Regions from separate parts of the Mus musculus genome. Here region 1 is linked to region 2. The links are chromatin contacts, called in public promoter capture Hi-C maps. All regions are on one chromosome and are shown on one strand. The core of a region is the stretch at or near the end of the contact, and the rest is flanking DNA. Distances in the headings are between cores, read along the strand shown. Region 1 holds the start of 2310015A16Rik (a long non-coding RNA gene). Region 2 holds the start of Slc37a1 (solute carrier family 37 (glycerol-3-phosphate transporter), member 1).

Region 1 (4,539 bases), core at 347-2,846, 620 kb after region 2:
ATCACTAAGCAAGCGAGACTCTGAAACAGAGCAGACAGCCCTGGGTCAGTGACTGACTCTACCTCCCCCGTCCCTCCAGGGTCTCTCCTCCACCTTCCCTGGGGCTGAGCAGATTCCAGCCTGACTCACTCTGCCTGAACTCTCCTTTTCAATTTCCATGAGCTTCGTGGGGTTAATTCCAAAGACTCTAATTCTGACCTAACTCTACTTTCTATAACCCAAATTCAGGCATCTTTTATGAGGCTCAGTGCCTTTTTGCTAATAGATAGTTTTTGCCTTGTTGTGTGTGTGGAGGGAGTGGGGATTGTTATTGCTGTTGTATTTATTTATTTGTTTGTTTGTTTATTTGTTTATTTTAGACACTATCTTGCTTTTCAGGTCTGGAACTCACTCTGTAGCCCAGGTTGGTCTGAAACTCACAGAGATCCGCCTGCCTCTGCCTCCCAAGTGCTCGGATTAAAAGTGTGCGCCACCACACCTGGCCCTTTTAAATCTTGTACCCTGGGCACACCTGGTGTACCTCCCGAAATATACTTTCACTTAAAGTCATCCGTTCCCAGCATCTACCTAAGAGGAAGGAAAGCATGCCTGCTTAAAGAGAAGCTCAAAAATGGCCTAGAGTTGGGCGTGGCGGCCACGCCTTTAGTCCCAGCACACAGGAGGCAGAGTCAGGCAGATCCATGTGAGTTGGAGGCCAGCCTGGTCTAGTCAGTAAATCTCAGGACAGCCAGAACTGTTACACAGAGACCCTGTCTTAAAAACCAAAGATCAAAAAATAAATAAATAAATAAAAAGAAAGGAAGCAAGCAAAGGAAGGAAGGAAGGAAGGAAGGAAGGAAGGAAGCAAAGGAAAGATGCAACAGCTTCATTCACAATGACCAGAAAGCAGGAGCATCCAAGTGAGCATTGCCTGCTGAATGGAGAAACACCATTGGTTCATTCAAACAGTGGTGATACCAGTCACACAGGAATGAAGCAACGCCTCCTGTACAGGTCCGTCAAGTCCCCAGGATATACCACTCCATGGGAGGAACCATGCGTGGAGGCCACTGTCCCTGAATATCAGAGCAGGCCAGTCTAAGGAAACAACATTGGTGGTTGCCAGGGGCCCGGGCAGGAACAGGGATTAGCTGTAGCCAGTAAAGTCACTTAACAGAACCGAGGGCTGAGGAGACCGCTCCGTGAGTCAGACAATTGCCGCACAAGTATGCGGCCCTGAGTTCGGATCCCCAACATTTACAGAACCGGGCCTGGCTGCCAGAGCAGCAGGCTGAAGGTCTAGCTGCAGACCCTGTGCAAAACAATGTGGAAAAGCCATCAAGGAAGACGACACCCTCGGCATCAGCCTCTGGCTACTACATGCTGAGCTCGTGTGCGTGCATGCACGCTTGCTTACACACACACACACACACACACACACACACACACACACACACACACACGACAAGCGAGTGATTCTCCAAAACAAATTCAGGCAGAAGGGCAGGTAGGCTCTGAAGCGTTTACCTAGGCCGTGGCTGGCAGCCTGAGAACACCCTTCCCTCCGTGTCAAGTCTGTACTCAAAGAAGAAAAACTTAAACAAATAAATAAACAAAAAAAGCAGCTGAGCAGGGCAGCCGCACCCAGCATCCTGGCCGCGGCGGGAACATTCCGTCTCGGAACCCCGGTGGGTCTCTGTTTGTGCAGGCAGAGCTGTCTGACGCCATTGCCCGCAGCTGGCATCTCTGCCCTGGAGCCTCAGCGCCATGGCCCAACCCTCCCTCTGTGGGCTGGGCCTTTCAGGACTACATCTGTGAGCACTGTGCTGGTAAGCTGACAGAGGGTCAGTACCGGGCTCGGCTACACCCTTCGCTATAGTAGAGATGTCATTGTCCCCAACCCCGCAGAGTAGCAAAGACCTGAGAGAAGCCCCGACAGCATCCTGTCCACAAGGAAGATTCCTCATCTTGACTGCAGCCTGCTCTCCCTTCAATAGAGAGAGACAAGATCCCTACCTCGTGCCATGGGGCCCAGAGGAGACAAGATTAATGGATGGGTAATATGTTGGGCAACGTGCAGTGGGGCTGTTTGGCACGTCCCTTTATCTTTCTGTCGCTTGGGTGACGCCTTATACAGAACTAAGGGACACACAGCTGCCTGGGCTGGTGATTGCCTTGATTTTCACTAAATCCTTTCTACCGTGATCACTGCCGGCGAGCAGCTCTTCTGAACTCTTCCAGCATCTGGAACAGCCTGGACCGGCAGAAACACCCACAGATGTAATTAGCCCAGGAAGCTGAGCTGCGTCACCTCACACGGGTTCTGAAGCTCCGGTGTTTGCTGCCCCTTGCTCATTCCCACGCGTATTTTTAAGCCTTCCTGCCTGGCTGCCTGGCTTGAGGTATCCCTGGGGCTCAAGTGATGTGTGTTGACATTCTCCCGAAGTTACAGAAGTCCTTAATGATCCAAATTTAAAATATCATCTCCCCAGACAGATAGATTGGTGGTGATCTGCCTCTGGACTAGATTGGTTCAAATTAAATTTGACCTAAGGAGGCCTCCGGAGGGGTGCCTAGGTCAGACTTTGCAGCCTGGTGTGGCCAACTAAGCCTAGTGGCTCTATAACAAAAGCAGGCCTGGCTGCTGCTGGCCCAACCAATCACAGGCAGAGGTTGGACTCAAGCCAGCCTCAGATCTTGCTCAGGAGATCTGCACGGTCCCCATCACTGTGCCTCCATCCGGCTGGATTTCCAGGGCATGCTGCCTGACAGAACTGGGAACCTTTCTGAGGGATGCCTGGGCCAAGCGTCAGAGGAGCTGAGGACCCAGGCACACCTGCTCTCACTTTGTCTTCAGGAATTGATTTTTAACCTTCTTTCTTGGGGGGGGGGGGTTACATGTGTGTGGTTCGTGCACACACTTATGTGTTCCAGCCTATGTGTTTGAAGAGACCAGAGGAAGCCCTTGGGCATTCTACTCTGTCACTCTCTGCCTTGTTCCTTTGAGACAGGCTCTCTCACAGAACCCGGAACTAGGCCAGACAACCTCAGCAATCTCTGTGTCCGCTCCACCCCACAGCACTGGGTAACAGACGTGCGTGGCTTTTATCGTGGGTGCTGGGATCCAAACTCAGGTCCTGGTGCCTGCACAGTCAAGTGTGTGACTGGCTGAGCCTTCTCTCCATTCCTGTAACAGTGTAACATCTGGGTGGAGTTGCCTTCACCTAGACATCCCTCAAATAGCTAGTCAGCGATCCCTTTATCTTTTAACTTTATCCCTGTGAACTTTTATTATGAAATTACCTTACACAATCATAGACAAGCATATAGCAACTACCCTGTACCCAACTCCCCTGCCACCTCCAATACTGTCCAAGGACCAGCGGCACCCTGCCCCAACCCCCTGCCATACAACCCCTGACATATTTCCTCCTTTCGGTGATCACTGGGCAGAGGCATCTCAGGATGGTAATTACTTGTAGAATAATCCCAATACCATGATCAATTCCAGGAAAAGAGCTTGACACCCGCCCCCACTCCCGCCCCCCAGGTTTGTCACAGCTGTGGCTTTTGTCTGTCAGCAGTCTGGCTTCACTTGAAGGTTGGGGTCTAGGCTGTGTCCAGGGCTGCACATGGCCACCAGGTCTCCTGCATCTGTTTTTTTTTTTTTCCCCATGTGTTTGTTGAGGAAGCGTCATGCTCTCCTAGTTCCCAGATTACTCATGGCCTGTGGTACTGTTCAGCATGGTCTCTGTCTGAGTCAGGGTTTCTATTACTGCGACAAAACACCATGACCAAACAGCAGGTTGGGAAGGAAAGTGTTTACCTGGCTTATACTTTCACACTGCTGTTCATCCCTGAAGGAAGTCAGGACAGGAACTCAAGCAGGGCACGAACCTGGAGGCAGGAGCTGATGCAGGTTATGGAGGGTGCTGCTTACTGACTTGTTCCCCTCGGCTTGCTCAGCCTGCTTTCTTATAGAACCCAGGATCACCAGCCCTGGGATGGCACCACCCACAAGAAGCTGGGTCTTCCCCTGTCAGTGGTTAATTAAGAGAATGCCCTACAGCTGGATCGTATGGAGACATTTTCTCAATCGAGGCACCCTCCTTTCAGATAACTCTAGCTTGTGTCAAGTTGACATAAAACTAGCCAGCACAGTCTTCTGTCTTCTGAAAACCTATGGTTAGGGTATAGTGTCCCTTTGGTGGTCGTGTGGAGCAGGCTGGCCTTGAACTCAGAGATCCACCTACCACTGCCTCCCAAGTGCTGTGATTAAAGGCATGCGCTACCACTGCCCAGGCCCTTAGCTGACGTCCTCTGTGGAATTTCCCTCCACCATTGTTAGCCAGCACAGATGATAAATCCTCGAAGCTGCCTCTTTATCAGCTTACAGAATAGTGGCTTTGTTCCCTATCTGTCTCCAAAGACGAAGAGTTGATGAACTACATTTACAAAACCTCACTATGATGTCTGGGAGTGTGAGATGTGTGTCACTTGAGTGTGAGTGTGCCCTCAGACCTGTGTGCTGAATGCCTAGACCTCAGGTGGTGAGGTGGT
Region 2 (5,024 bases), core at 1,924-4,423:
ACTCCTTCTTCTTGATGCCTTGAGATGACAGCTCTTCATTTTTGGTTTATAAGACCAAAGTGCTATACTATCAGGGCATAGATTGCATTTTAGTATTTTATCTTCAATTATTCCTGAGAGTGGGTATTAGAATTAGAATAATAGAGAAGTAACTAATAGAAGCCAGTAGTCCAATGATAATAAAGGGGTGTTCTATGGGTTGACCTCCGATTCAGGTTAGGATAAGTAGATTTGCTACTAAAACTCAATATAAGGTTTGAGTGATTGGCAGAAGATTATGATGCATGGTTTAGAAGTATGTGGGAAGGGTAGGAAAGCTAGGACTAGGATTGATAAAATTAGGGCTAGTACTCCTCCTACTTTGTTGGGGATGGAGCACAGGATGGCATAAGCAAATAAGGGATATCATTCTGGCTTGATGTGGGGTGGGGTGTGGAGTGGGTTAGCTGGTGTATAATTGTCAGGATCTCCAGGGTCTTCTCTGGGAAGAACAGGACTAAGATTATTTTTAAAAATAGGATTATAGCCAGGCGTGGTGGCGCACGCCTTTAATTCCAGCACTCGGGAGGCAGAGGCAGGCAGATTTCTGAGTTCAAGGCCAGCCTGGTCTACAAAGTGAGCTCCAGGACAGCCAGGGCTATACAGAGAAACCCTGTCTCGAAAAAACAAAACAACCCCCCCCCAAATAAAACCCCAAAAATAGGATTATAACAAATATGCCTAAAATGTCTTTAATTGTCTAGTATGGGTGGAATGGAATTTGTCTGCGGCTGAGTTTAGGCCTGTTGGGTTATTTGAACCTGTCTCATAGAGGAACAAGAGGTGAACGACTCCTAGGGCTGTAATAATGAATGGTAAAATCAAGTGTAATACGAAGAAGCCTGTTAAGATAGCTTTGTCTACTTTGTCTACTGAAAGTCCTCCTCAGATTCATTCAACTAGGGTATTTCCGATGTGTGGGATGGCTGAAAGTCAAGTGTGTAATTACTGCTGTTCCTCAGAGGGATATCTGTCCTCGTGGAAGTACATAGCCTGCAAATGCAGTGGCTATGACCAAAAATAACAGGATCGCTCCGATGTGTCATGTTTCTAGGAAAGTGTAGGTATATCCACAGCATATACCTCGTCCTATGTGAAGGAATAAGCAAATGTAATCTTACTTAACTAAGATTCTAAGATTGGCATTTTCAGCAAATGCTCTCTCTACACAGGCCATCAGACTCCTTCTGGCTGACTCCAGTATCTGTGCGAAAATTGTCATTTTGGTTTTTCTTTATTTGTGGAAGAAAAAAAAATCCCATAACTGTTTCACTGTCTTAAGCGAGGTTTTTCTAGCTGGGCAGTGGTGGCGCAGGCCTTTAATCCCAGCACTTGGGAGGCAGAGGCAGGCGGATTTCTGAGCTCGAGGCCAGCCTGGTCTACAGAGTGAGTCCCAGGGCTACACAGAGAAGCCCTGTTTTGAAAAATGAAAAACGAGAGAAAGAGAGAGAGATCCTGCGCCCCCTAGAGTCTGGGAGGTAAACTGGCCTCACTAGGTTATTTTTAAACAGAATCTAGAGACGATATCTCAAATTCTTTCTATTTCAACAATTCTCAAAGTCTGAGCTCACTCAAAAACCACAGACTCAGAAAAGAAATCCTAACTAACTAATGTGGAAAGTCTCGTTCTTGGGAACTGAAAAACCCGGAAGTTTTTCTGAGGCTCTTCGGCTGAGCAATTGGCCTCAGGGTCCTGTCTCAGCTTCCTCGGGAGGCTGTGTTCTCTGTTGTAAGGAAAGGCCTTCTAAAAGTGGTCAATCAAGTTGGGGAGCTCAAATTTTACTTTGGCTGGGGTAGTTTGGGGCAGCTACAGAAAACAAAACAAAACCACGGAACACAGGCATAAGGGCAAGGGACTCTTGAGCAAGCTTGGTGATGGCAGGCCTGAGAACTAGTGACATGGGGAGGAGGCGCCTAGAGTAGATGTAAGCGTCCACTTGAGTTGCTGCCTACAAGGAATGGAGAGTTAGGGAGGAAAAAAAGGGGGGTGGGGTGGGAAACATCTAGCCAAAGGAACAGGGTAGAGTGGCCAGAGTTCCCCGGCCACTTCTATATGAGATGTGGGTGCAGGTGGCTCAAACAGGAAGTCAACTTTGCTTGTAGGGTACAGAACACTTCTCAAAAGCCTGTAGATAGAAGTATGGCTGGGCCTTCCCCAATTCAGCAGACTGCGTTCGCGCTTGTGGCGCGGGTGGGCTGTGGGGAGGAGAGTGAAGCTGTGGGCCGCCTGTACACCAACCAGTCTGAAGAGGGCGCTAGTTACCCCCGCCAAACACTCCTCACCCTCGCCCTGGCTCTCTCTGTTCATGCATCGGGTTGGTTTTGGTTTAGGCACGGTTTTACCCAGTGGGTGTTCCTAGGAAGTTGTTTTCCTGCCTGGTTTTGCTGTTCCAGGCAGGTGCTGATCTGCGGCAGGGGGCTGAGCGGCAGGACTGGCTTTGGATGCCAGGCCAGGCCGACACGTGGAGGCGTGAGGCAGATGCCCTTTAGAAAAGTAATCAGGCCCTTCCCGGACTTTCCAGGATCAATTCTTGGCAGGAGGTGTGGGGTTTGAAAGATAATTATCCGGAATTGACCAGGAAGCTGTGTGCCAGGGCACTTCTCATGACCGGGGTGGCTGGCCTTCAGGACTTAACCATGCAAGCCATTTATCACACTGACACAGGTGCGGTACCAGGCGTGTGCCAGCTCCATTTGTAGCATACCGGATGCTCTTGACTCTTGACACTTGATGTGGTAGGCCGAGAGAGGCCATCCTCAGTCCAGGACTCCGAGGGAGCAAATCTTTACCTCGGAACTTGTCTATGTCGCTGGCATTAGTAAGGTCCGCCTCGGGGACAAAAGCCTGGTGGTGGTGAGGTCCCCTAGGAGCTAGCGTTTGGCTGCTGGGCACCATGCCAGTAAGAGCCCGGCGTCCTGCGGGGCCTAGGAGAGCATGACAGGCAGGTGTGGGGACCCAGGAACAGCTAGAGGATGCTCCAGCTGAGCATCTCCGGGCTGTGTGCGATCTGAGCATCCCTTGGGCGCGCGCGGGGCCGGGGTCAGGGGGCGCGCGGGAGAGGGAGGAGCCGCACAGGGTCGGCGTTCACAGGGCCGGGAAAGTGAAAGGGCGGCCGCTCCAGGAAGTCGACGGCAGGAAGCACGCGACGCGGGCTGCGGAGCGCAGGTAGGCGCGGGGACAACGGAGGACCCTCCCCAGCGGCGCTCACCTGCCAGCCGCCACGCACCTGCCGTGGGCCCCGCTTCGGCCTCTCCGCCGTTTGTCTCCCTCTGCTGTGTGGCTGGAGAGCCGGGGACAAACCAAGCGCTTTTCCTAGAGTGGGACGTCTTTGAAGTAAGGGCTCCTAGAGTGGCCTTGAGAGACAGTGCGGGGGCGATCCGGTGCTGGTGACGTTGAATTCCCGGGGAAAGTGGAAGCAAAAGGTTCCCTGAGACCCGGGGGCTGGGGTCGCCTAGCTGTGATGCTGGGTCCCCTCCCGGCCCCAGGCCGCGAGTGACAGCTGTGAGAAGACGCCTGCCGGAGACCCAGCGCTTTGTCTGCTGCCGCTCGTAGGGGACGTGGGCGTGCCTGTAGCCTTCACCACCCGGCCAAGCGGCTGTAGGACCTGGGAGGAGGAGCCGGCTCGCAAAGCCCTTGGGAAAGCTCTCAGCCAGCACCCTGGGCTCCGGTTGTTTGTTTGCTAAAAGAACTGCTTCCCGGAGCCCGGGCTCTGTGGCCAACGCAGTGACAGCCACCGTCTGGGCGGTAATAAAGGGTTTAAACCACCGGAAAAGTCCCCCAGCTCCGCGCACTTAGGGTCCACCCAAGGATCTTGGTGGCCCGCAGGTAAAGATTTGCATTTGAACGGAAGACCCTCCCCTTGCTCTTGGTTTAAATTCTTAAGGTGCTTTTTCCTGGTCTTTAGAGCTCTCTGCACCTGCCTGCCTCCCTACCTGCCTTCTCGCCCTGGAACTTAAATTGCGTGAAGTTGGGCGAGTTGGTAAATATATTATTCGGCTTTACACAGAATTCCCTCTTTTGGGGGTCCTGTTTGCACCCTGAGTTCCTGGGAGTATTGTTACAGGTCTGGTTCGGTGGAGAACACCCGGGGTGCGTTGTTTGCTGTGAGTGGGCTAAGAGCTATGGTGGATAGAATTCTGACTCCTTGTATTTAAGCTCAGGACAAGTGAAAATAACAGTTTCTGTTTATCTCCCACGGCCAATGGAGCCTTTAAACGCTTAGAAAGGGCTCGATTAGAGGAGTTAGTGTTTGTCTTGGTTTAAAACAAAACTCTTGAAGCTTTTGGAGGGAGTTTGGTTCCCAGGTTTGCCCTTTTATAAAGTGCCATCATTTTGACAGGTTGCCTTAGGCTGCCTTGATGTTGCCTGTGTGCTAAAGACTGGAAAACCCCCCTTGGGGCATTGCTCTTGCTTTTGCTAACTCCCACCCACTCCTGAGTCTCCTTGAAGGGTTGATGGGTTCTGGGTAGCTCAGAGCCCGGTAGCTGGGAGGATCGTGGGTGTGTCTGTCCGTCCCTCAACTCTTGCTTGGCTGGGCTCTCTGTGTGCTCCTGAGCCTGGTCGGGTGCTGCCTCACCATGGAAAAACTCCTAATTGCTCTCCTTTCCCTGTCCAATGATCACACTGCCTTCCTGTCCTTTTCTCTAATGGGCTGAAATTCACTGGGAGTTTCTAAGAGGTGACATTTAAAAACTACTTTAACTACTTTCCTTGGGCTAGATGCCAAGGCCTGTCAGCAGAGCCACGTGCTCCCCTTCCGTTCAGGGATAGGCAGGAGGAAGTGTACTTGTGCCTGAGAAGGCATGCCCCACCCCCACTCCCACCCCCTAGGAAAATGAAACGCCTGGAATTGGCCTAGGTATGAAGCCCACCTAGCTGGGCTAGCCTCATCTCTTCTTAGAACGGCGGTTCTCAACCTTTCTTAATGCTGTGACCCTTAAATACAATTCCTCATGTTATTTCATTGCTCCTTCATAGCTGTAAT

The links. Promoter capture Hi-C pulls out the DNA fragments that hold promoters and counts their contacts.
Region 1: a contact with region 2 is called in a promoter capture Hi-C map of liver, with 2.4 times the contacts expected there. The contact joins the promoter of 2310015A16Rik here to the promoter of Slc37a1 in region 2. A contact is called at or near these places in 2 of 39 promoter capture datasets (liver and pre-B cells), 2 of 115 datasets of contacts at active chromatin or transcription factors (large pre-B cells and pancreatic cancer cells) and 1 of 9 other capture datasets (adipose tissue).

The regions. Positions count from the first base shown.
Region 1 is chr17:31,910,848-31,915,386 of GRCm38.p6, forward strand. 2310015A16Rik (a long non-coding RNA gene) reads right to left here and starts at 1,597. Exons shown (of 3, transcript XR_876746.3): 1 at 1,507-1,597. Gm30571 (a long non-coding RNA gene) reads left to right here and starts at 1,618. Exons shown (of 2, transcript XR_385538.3): 1 at 1,618-1,808; 2 at 1,888-2,956.
Region 2 is chr17:31,293,051-31,298,074 of GRCm38.p6, forward strand. It overlaps Slc37a1 (solute carrier family 37 (glycerol-3-phosphate transporter), member 1), which reads left to right and starts at 3,174. Exons shown (of 20, transcript NM_001242427.1): 1 at 3,174-3,865. Gm30139 (a long non-coding RNA gene) reads right to left here and starts at 1,811. Exons shown (of 3, transcript XR_001782201.2): 1 at 1-1,811.